3 separate regions of the Gossypium hirsutum genome follow, and all the other regions are linked to region 1. A link is a contact called in public Hi-C data. All regions are on one chromosome and are shown on one strand. The core of a region is the stretch at or near the end of the contact, and the rest is flanking DNA. Distances in the headings are between cores, read along the strand shown.

Evidence for each region. Hi-C and Micro-C count contacts between places; a contact is called where the count stands out from the background.
Region 2: a Hi-C map of leaf shows a contact between it and region 1, with 3 times the contacts expected there. The contact joins the promoter of LOC107897127 here to the promoter of LOC107939153 in region 1. A contact is called at or near these places in 2 of 34 Hi-C or Micro-C datasets (both in leaf).
Region 3: a Hi-C map of leaf shows a contact between it and region 1, with 2.3 times the contacts expected there. The contact joins the enhancer-like site here to the promoter of LOC107939153 in region 1. A contact is called at or near these places in 2 of 34 Hi-C or Micro-C datasets (callus and leaf).

Annotation. Positions count from the first base shown.
Region 1 is chrA01:50,764,655-50,767,848 of Gossypium_hirsutum_v2.1, reverse strand. LOC107939153 reads left to right here and starts at 1,510. Exons shown (of 16, transcript XM_041080111.1): 1 at 1,510-1,730; 2 at 1,938-2,007; 3 at 2,228-2,329; 4 at 2,480-2,533; 5 at 2,665-2,860; 6 at 2,943-3,194. The coding sequence starts at 2,526.
Region 2 is chrA01:51,578,725-51,582,037 of Gossypium_hirsutum_v2.1, reverse strand. It overlaps LOC107897127 (zinc finger protein 8), which reads right to left and starts at 1,892. Exons shown (of 1, transcript XM_016822474.2): 1 at 880-1,892. The coding sequence starts at 1,638. The coding sequence ends at 931.
Region 3 is chrA01:49,810,559-49,813,936 of Gossypium_hirsutum_v2.1, reverse strand. No RefSeq gene overlaps it. Among protein-coding and RNA genes, the nearest start is that of LOC121208176, 41 kb to the right of the region's middle. Within about 2 kb of position 1,441, at least 7 of the 9 cell types and tissues checked have an H3K27ac peak or open chromatin away from gene starts, as enhancers often do. A contact at or near this core is called in leaf, where this site is marked.

The sequences.
Region 1 (3,194 bases), core at 261-2,760:
TAATCAATCAAATTCAAACTCCAAAAGATGTATTAAAAAGATTAACTTATATTCTAAAAACATAATTTTGTGGCTATATTGATAAAAAAAGATCAAGATAGTCTATCTAGTTATGCTTTGTCAAAAATTAAATTATGTGATAATAGATATTTAGAAGATTTTTCTAAAAAATTTCTTCATGAATATCAAAAACTAAAAAAATGAAAATATAAAATTTTGGAAAAAAAAACAACATTTCCATAAATTCCACCACCATGGGATGAGATATGTATAAAAAAGTACGATTCTTATTTAGAAAAATAGAGTAAAATATCTGGTGTGGATTCAGAAACTATAGACTCTATAGGAAATAGAATTAATTTTGCGAAGGAAAGTAAAGCTTCTAAACAAGTTAAGCATAAATTAAGTAATAAACATTGTACAAAATTTCTAGAAAATGAATGGAAATTTGGATGTAAATGAGTACGTCCTATTACTTATAGAAAACATAAAAAGAAAAATAGGAGATATAAGCTAGTTAGATGAAAGCCACAAAATAAGATAAAAAAAATTCTGGTAAGAAGAAAAAATTCTTTAGAAGAAAAACTTATAAAAATTCTAAAAAAAATGTAAATGTTTTATATGTGATGAAGAATGTCCTATAGCACCAAGTTGTCCTAATAAAGGAAAAAGTGCAAGAAAAATAATTAAGACAATTGAAGAACAAGATTTAGAAATATGTTATGAAGAGGAAATAAATCCTGACGAAATATTATATGAATTAATATCAGAAACAGATTCTGATACAGAGGATAAAGAATATATATATTTATGTTCAATATAGGAAGTAGTTCTAATAATCAGTTAGAAGAAATTTCTAAGAATGAACATAAATATATATTTTTCATCATCTGTATCAGAATATGTTTCTGATATTAATTCATATATATGGTGCGAGAAAGAGGGAGAGAGATGGGTCTAGGGAAAAGGGAGAGGACGAGTGTAGGGTAGGGATTTTCAGTTTATTTAATATTAATATAATATTTTAATTTATTATTATATTTTTTAAAATATTTATTTTATATATTTTTAAATTTTATAATTTATATATTATGATTTCTTGTCAATAATATATTTTTTATTTTTATATATTTTTAAATTTATTATTATATTTTTTAAAAATATTTATGTATTTTTATATATTTCTTTAAAATTTTTAGAATTAGGATCAAATTGAGATAATTGTAAATTTCGAAGGTTAATTTTTTAAAATTATGATTAAATTGATATAATATGTAAAAGTTGAGAGTTAAATTTATTATTATATCAATTTTTTTAATTGTTATATTAAGTTGCTGCTTGTGATTTTTAGAAAAGTGACTAAAATAATCAAATTATTTAATATGAATACTTAAATTATAAACCTTTTATTTTAAGTGCCTAAAATAAAAAATTTTGATATTGGGTTAATTACATAGTTTACGCTTTAAAAAATACAATGTTGTAGGATTGGATAAAGTTGAGAGGTAAATTACATCTCAACTAATCCCAAAAAGAAATTAAAAACAAAACTTGGGCGCTTGCTTCCGTACGACGGCGTTTTAGGTCCCCTAATTTTCAGATAAAGACCGTTCGGTGTAGTTTGACAAGTAAACTCGATTCAACAACGCTCAAAGCCCAATTCTTTTGTATTTGATACCATAGAGTTTTGTTCCCGGAATCCCGCGTGATAAAAATGTTGAATTTCCCAGGTAATTCTTTCTTTTTTTTGGGTCTTAGATTCTGCTAATTAGTTTGTTTTTTAAAGTTAATCAGTTCTTGGATTTGATTTTTATTTTCAGTCTTTCTTATCAATTTAATTGAAAACCCTAATTTCATCAATTCATGAACGATTCCCGCTCTATCAATCTTTGAAGTTTTGAAAATTATGATATATGTACTTTTTTGTTCTTTATCAGAGCTGTGGATATGAAAGAAAAGAAAACAATCTCTCCACTTAGGCGCATTTTAGTGAATTGTACGGCACAGGTTTGTCCATGAAGTCCCAATTTGTTCTACTGATTTAGTATCATTACATCTAGTTGCGGGATTTTCTTTTTTTGTTTGCAGTACGCTTTAAGTTCATGAATGAGTAATTTTAGGTTGAAAATGAACAAAAATATGATTGCAGAAAGATATTACCTTGAACCTGCTGTTAAATTCTGCTTGTGGTCAGCTCATTGTTTCGATTACAATTGTGTCTTTTCAGGTGAATGAATACGGCGCCTGTGTTGCAGCAAAAGTTCCTGAAGTTGAACGTGATATGTGTTTGAAAGAATTTCTTGCACTAAAGACTTGCATGCAGAATACGGTATCCATATTTTAGGATTGTTTAGGAACATATTTTTATATTAAAAAAGAAATACACCGTATTTGATAATTGGGTTGCAAAGATCTTATCTTTTTCGTTCTTGAAAAACTGTGCTAAGATTAATGTTTTCAACTTTCTTTTGATTTATAGCTCCGGGGAAAGGTGTAATATTTGGAGCTTTGGGTTTGCAGTTTGTATGATAAGGTAAACCCAATGAACTTTTCTGTTTATTCTTTGATGCTAGTTTTTAAGTTATGATACATTCTTTCTTTTGTACTGATACTATCTTTTGTGCTTTATTGGTGTTATTATTCACCAGCAATTTGAATTTTCAGGCTAAAAATACAAGATAACCTTAGAAAGATGGCCTGGAAAGCTTCAAGTTCGCAAGCTAGTGTTGGTGGTCTGGGATCTGGTGCTCTATCACATGTTTTCATACAATATCCCCCTCTCCATTGCAACAATCCTGGATCAAGAGGTTTCTATTATGATGATGGAAATAAATTACTCATCTCTCCTACATCTGACCAGGTTTAATAGTTCTGAACTTAAATAGCATTGTAGAAGCATTTTAGATATTGCAGTTCCATATTTTACATTCTTTTCTGCACAGATCTTTTCGTGGAAAACTGCTCCATTTTCTCCTCTTGCTGCCCCTATCACTGATTCGATAACTGAAGGGCCTATCTGTTCTGTCCGGTTTTCTCTAGATGAAAAGATTATAGCAGTCCAACGGTCCAATATTTCTATACAATTTTGGCATAGAGAAACAGAGGAAACTTTCACTCACAGGTGCAAATCCGAGTCAGAGAGTATACTGGGGTTCTTCTGGACAGATTGTCCATCATGTGATATTGTAATTGTG
Region 2 (3,313 bases), core at 643-3,142, 810 kb before region 1:
ACACACCTTAGATCCAAGTCAATCTGACAGTTAGTGTTAAAGATCAAAGAAAAAAGTTGTTTGAATTTTATTCGCAGATTTGTGATATCCATAGCTATTTCATGAAAAAAAAAAGCTGAACTATAGAAGAGAAGGAAAAGAGAGCTTTCAATTTGTGCAGGCAATGCGAACAAAAAAAGTCATATAACATCGATTTTAATAGCCCGTCGACTTAAATGAAATGTTTTGAATAATTTAGTGACCAAAACGAAAATTTACCCATAATTTAATGAGTGATGGTGTAATTTACCCTAATATTTATATTAATATTATATAAATTTATTATTTGTATATCATAATCTATATAAAAATTATTTGGCACTTATAAACTAATATGTTTTTAAAGTTATAATAAAATTTAAATATATAAAAAAAAGAAAAGAAATATGACAGTTTTTTTTTTGTTACATTGGTAAGTTGATGTAGCAAATATCAATGTATGATATAAAAAATGATGAATTTCATCATTTTAGCTAAATACTCGTATAAATTCTGTGTATATATTGAAGTTTTTTGTCACGCTCCGACAGACAACATATAGGTTTATGTACACGTGTGTAGCTACAGAGTTGTTCATGTGCTACTCTCTGGTAGCTACTTGGAAGACAGAAATATTCCTCACACGTGTGAAGTTTTTCTGAAAATAGGTACGACATAGATTGCCGCTGTAAGCCGGTACCATGTTTTAGCTAAGCTTGAGGTAAACTATTTGGGTTTTTGGGTTTTTCTTTGTAAAGCTTCCATAATGAACAGAGAGAAGCAAACTGCTTTTAGTTTAGATTAGTGAAGAGATTGTAAATCATTTCATTTACATACTAAAAATAGTAAAATCCAAGATGCTAAAAGGGAAAAACACATGATATTTTCTTTTCAAGTTTATTACGAAATGAATTACAGATGTAGATCCAAGCTAACATTGTCTTTAACGCTTGCCTTCGTTTCATAAACGTACCTATGACTCTCGGAACTTGAATCACCACCACCGCCAGCCTGAGACGACGGCAGAAACTCATCACCGGCGAACAACGGCAACGGATGCGCTGATGAACGGTCACGGTTGAAATTACAGGAGTTAGTTTGAAGCGTAGCAGGGATTCTCCAAACACCCAGTGGATTGCCATTGATGGGTGGTGGAGGGTTAGAAAACCTAGTGCTAATGGTATTGTTCCATGAAGGGTAAGCGGGCATTGACGGCATCGAGGGTGAGGGTAGCCTATAGTTAAAAAAGCCATAAATATCATTATGAGCATCGGATAAAGAAAAAGAATTGTTGTGTTGCCGTTTGGCATGTTGGCGTTCCCTTTTGTGAGCGTTTTGGTGGCCACCTAAAGCTTGGGAAGTGAGAAAGTTTCTGCAACAATAGTGACACTCAAATCTTCTGCTGCTGTTGTTATTATTATCTCCATTCTCGTTGTCCTTGGTAGTGTCTTCATTGTTGTTGTTGTTGTCGGACTCGGTGGCCTCCGTCGCTGAGTCGCCGCAGCCGAAGTCCTTGCCGAATAAACGAATAGCACCCTTTTCTTTAACAGGGGAAGGGCGGATAAAGGGAAGCTGGGAGAAGGATTCCACGTTCATGAAATCGTGTGTTTCCTTCTCCATGGAAGTTGCTGCTTCTTTTTCTTTGGGTTAAGCAGAAGGGAATTGAAGGGGAAAATCAAAACGAGGGAGCAGAGAAAAGAAAGGAAAGAGGAAGGTAGCTAATATTGGGCGGAAGTGGGACCTATAAAACAAGGGATTCATCCATGGTGGAATGAACCAGCCATGGCCATGAATATGAATATGAAAGTGAGGGCTGACAAGCCCAAAAGTGAGGGGCTGGGCGGGGACTTTTTCATTTTTTATCCTGATAATCGTCTTAAAAAATGTTATTTATAAAGAAAAAAAATCTGAAAATGCAATGCAAGTTACTACTACATTTAAATAATTTATTTTTTTATGGAATGTAATTTACAACTATACTTAAATAATCTTATTTTTTATTAATATTTACACTAAATTATCTCACTTAATTTTTTTTTGTTAGTGTTCATAGTCGATAATAGTAGTTAATTCTCTTGTAGCGTGTGCTTTCTGAAGAGATAAATGATTGGTCATAAAATATATTATGAATCTTCAATTTTATAATTAAAGGATAAAGTGAACAACCATAACACTACGCTCTATAATTATTTTAAATTTTATTTACTACTTTAGCCTTCCCCTTTGATTATAATGTTTTCCTTTTTGGTTCTCAAATTTTAGATAATATTTTATATTATATTATTTTTTAAAGTAAATAGAAATATTTATAAAATTAGAATACATTATTATAATTTTTATAAAATTAAAAATAAATAAAAATATGAAATATTATTTGATACATAAGCTTTATTAAAATTTAAAGATTATTTAAGGATACATGTAAATTTCCCAATGTTACAATCAATCATATATGTGAAGTCCTAAAAATATTAGTAGAAAATAGTTATAAAATTAAAAATAAATATGTTAGATAGGAGGCACAACCTTAATGAAAAATCAATTCGCCTCGTCTTAAAACCCAACAAATATAAATGGTGGTTATAGTTTTGCTACTTTTCACTTAAAATTTTCTAGTATCTTGTGGAAAGTTCTGCTACAACCTCCTAACATCATGAAATTTTACTTTTATGTTACCAACAGGCCCTCACCTCCTTATCCTTTTTTTTTTCTTATTTCTATAATTTGTTAAATAAGTGAAAAAAATGTAGATAATTAAACCTGATTCTATATTAAAAGAAGGAGGTTAAATTGTTTGGTGAGTCCTTGAAGAATAAATTAATCTACCAACTACAATTTAATTTTGAAACTTTGAAATTTAAAAAATGTTGATTTCTCATTTTATAATAAGGTGAAAAGAGAATTAGAGTAAGAAAAAATTGGTTAAATTATTCACGTTATTTTAAAAAATAATACATTTAAATAAATCAAGTTTTGGGTATTTGGAGATGATTGAGTAATAGTAATTAAGATGGTATTCTTAGTTGACCAATTCACTTTTGATCATTAAAAGAAATAATGGGCAGAGCAATAAATAAAAATAATGGGAAAGTGTGAAAGGTTTATATTATGTATACCAATCCAATTGAAAGGAGAAATTAATGAGTTACCAAAGGATATTAATTAATCTTTTCAAAATATTAAAAGACGGTATTTTTCCTGTTTTGCTATCAATCTTATTATACAAACACATGTTCCCTTTGCTACTTATTGTGATGGTGACAACAGAGCTAGTTATGAATTCAAATTTGACATC
Region 3 (3,378 bases), core at 192-2,691, 950 kb after region 1:
CAATCGCCAACTTCTAAACGGACAAATCCACCATGATCTCTCATCCACTCTTAATTCTTCTTATACCGATCTAATCCACATCAAAGCCCGCATCATTGAATGAAAAAACCAAAATGGACATTCTAGCCCATTTCCTTCCAAACACCAACTCATTCCTTATTAGCCATACCGACCAGCAAGCTGCAGACACACATTCACCGGATCTCTGATGCACAAGGACAACTACTTCCCATTTGGCTAAATAGCACGCCTTTTCGAATCAGAAACTCCTTAGAAGAAAGTCTCATCCATAAGAAATTTCTTGCTCTAGGGGCACCTTCAACTACCAAATTTTGTCAAAAGTGAGACGAAAATCACCACACCTTCTTTGATAAAAAAATTCAGTAAATTCCTCACTAAAAACTCTCCCTTGCATCATGAAACCAAATTAATCTATCCTCCCCCTCAAGCATCAACACCTTACTGCTAACAGCTTCCTTTAAAAAGGGCAAGCATTTTCAACTCCCTTATTAACGATTAAACGAAACGGTCTTGGAAATTCCACTCTCAGAGGCCTGACACCATACCATATAACCTCCCAGAACAATATCGTATAACCATTAGCTCTCTCGAACGACCCACTGCAACTGCAAACCTAACATCAAAATTATTGACACCCCAAAATCTTCTAATTAAATCCCCTAATACTTCCTCTAACTTTGTCTCCTGTAAAAAGCATACATACATACAGTCGCCCTGTGCAATCTAACTAATCTACTCACCATTGCTACTTTAACTTCTACACCCAGCCCCTAAATATGCCATTAAGCAATTCTTATATCACCCAACCAAAAAATCCAAAAATCAGAAAATATCAAGAATAAAGACACACCTGTTGATGCATTGGAGTTTTATGATTTCTTTGACACCTTTGCTACTGATATTCAAGCCTCATAATATCCTCGATAACATCTCTTTCATCTCTCCTAACTCTTAACCCCAATTTCTTCCCTACTTCCCAGATCTGCTTTGCTTCCCTAAGAATTACCTTCCCCCTATTGCTCATGTCTGAGTCCGACAGTGATAAATTCACAATTTTTTCTTCGCTCCTAGACTCTTCTCTGCCCTTTTCTTTTTTTCCAAATTCTATCCCTCTTTTGTTTTTCTTTAGAATTCAGCACCCCGTCTTGAATTGCTCGCATAGAACTAATTTTTTTTATTAAAATGCTTCATATTTCTTCTCCTTCGGATTATTTGTTGAAATTCTTCGTCAATCTCCTGACAAAAGCCCCTACCCCCTGTTTCTGGAACTTCTAAATTATTTGAAGATGTCTGTTCTGCTATCGGGATATTTACTTCACTCAAATGCTACCCTTTTTTTTCTGATTGAGCCCACTCATTCTTCTACCACCAACTGCATATCTGAATTCCCACTTGGGCCAAAAACTAAATCCATACCCATATTAACAACATCCTCCCTAGCCCGATCCCCTGAGCCCATAACCAATGTTAGACCCATATCAACTACATCCTCCCTAACCCGATCCCTTCTATTAACTCCAAAATCTTCTCCCGCTAAAATTCCAGAGCTACTAGCATCATGATCACCTTCATTAAATTCTCCCAACATTTTTTGACATTCTCTTTCTACTCTTTCATTTTCAATGTCTTTTTCCATAATTATTTTCGCCAGGATGTTTCGGTTGCCTTCCGGGAATTCTCAATTTTCAGACCAATCACCGATTCTGATTTCGACACACTTTCATCAGCCACCTCCTATCGGCTTTCCATATTCGAAGAAATGTTTTTAGATTCCTTTGACCATCCTTTTTCTCTTACACTGACCGAAAATTTAATGTCTCCCACCTCTAATAATACTACTTCTTCTACCTTTTTTAATTGTGTGATTGAGATCAGCATCTCAATATTCTCAAAATTCTTTATTCCTGACAAATTCTCCTCCATCGACAGCAGAGTGCCCCATTTGCCAGCAACCCTTTTAAACGTTTCGTAATTCCAGCAGTGCATAGGAACCCCAAATATTTCGATCCATGTAACCCTCTTAGAGAACACTATCTTTTCTGACCAAGATTTAATGTGAATGAAGAATTCCTTCAAATACGACCACTTTCTCTGTTTCAATATATCTAATAGTTCTTCGTCCGAAATCTCAATAAGGAAATAATTTCCTCTAATTCTCTTCACACAAATTTCACCAAGACCCATCTTCGCAATTCTCTCAGCTAAACTCTTTGTTTCACAGAAAGAAGACACCACCAAACATTTCTAAAGTTTCCACAGTAACTACAACTTTTGTTTTATTCGGCTCTCTTGCACTCAATTCATCTCCGATACTTCTTTCAAGCATGTTAGCTTTCCTTGCTTCCTCTAACTCCTTTTCAGCTTCCTTTCTTCTTGTCACATCTTCCACACCTTTATGTTTTGCTTCTTTGATTACCAATGTTTTACGTTGCATAGTTGCCCTCCTCCATATTTCTCTCCTGCCTTTAAATCTTGCTATCTTCACCCAGATTCTACACCCTAAAATCACAAAACCATTTAGTCGTGATATCGTCCTCTGAGCATCTAAGAAATTGATGAATCTAACAAATCCAAATCTTTTGCCACATTTACTTTTTTTCTCTGGTATGAAAGCATCGACCACCTTGCCATGATAAATAAATAATGTCCATAACCCTTTCCAATGCATAGTCACCGGAATATTGAACACGAACATCGTAATCTGATAATCACCCGATTCCATTATCGTGAAATATTTTTCAAATGTTAGCTAAAATCCTAAACCCTAAAACCCTAAACCCTAAACCTTAAAGTCCATTTTGCATCTAACGTTGGATCATCCTTATCCATCTACATATCAAGTCGACATCTTTCTTCGTAACCCTATTCACCCCAGAATTCAAGATAATCAGATTAGCTTTAATAGTAAATTTTGAAGCAATCAAATCTCCATTCATTTATTCTTTTTCAAAGATACTTTTTATTAACTGAATTAATTACTATTATTGGATAATGAAAGTCAATCAATAATAACATAATATAATGGTTGTGCTTAATTATGAATAATTGGGTTGTAATCAAATAAAATCATGAAATAAAGTGGAATAATTACAGACTAAGACAAATTATTCATCGACAAATATTTAATTAGATGCATAAAACAACCCAATAATGATTTCTTGCCTATTGTTTCTCATTAATTATGACAATAAAAGTTCATCACAAGAATCATGTTTGATAGTATCATCTTTGGATTAATTACTAATGATCTGATTACTGATTTATGTAACATTACAACCCTACTTAATCTAGAATTTCAAACATGGTAAGCCTCTACTAATTAACATATCAATGATAAAAAAAAGAAAAAAAAAAAGA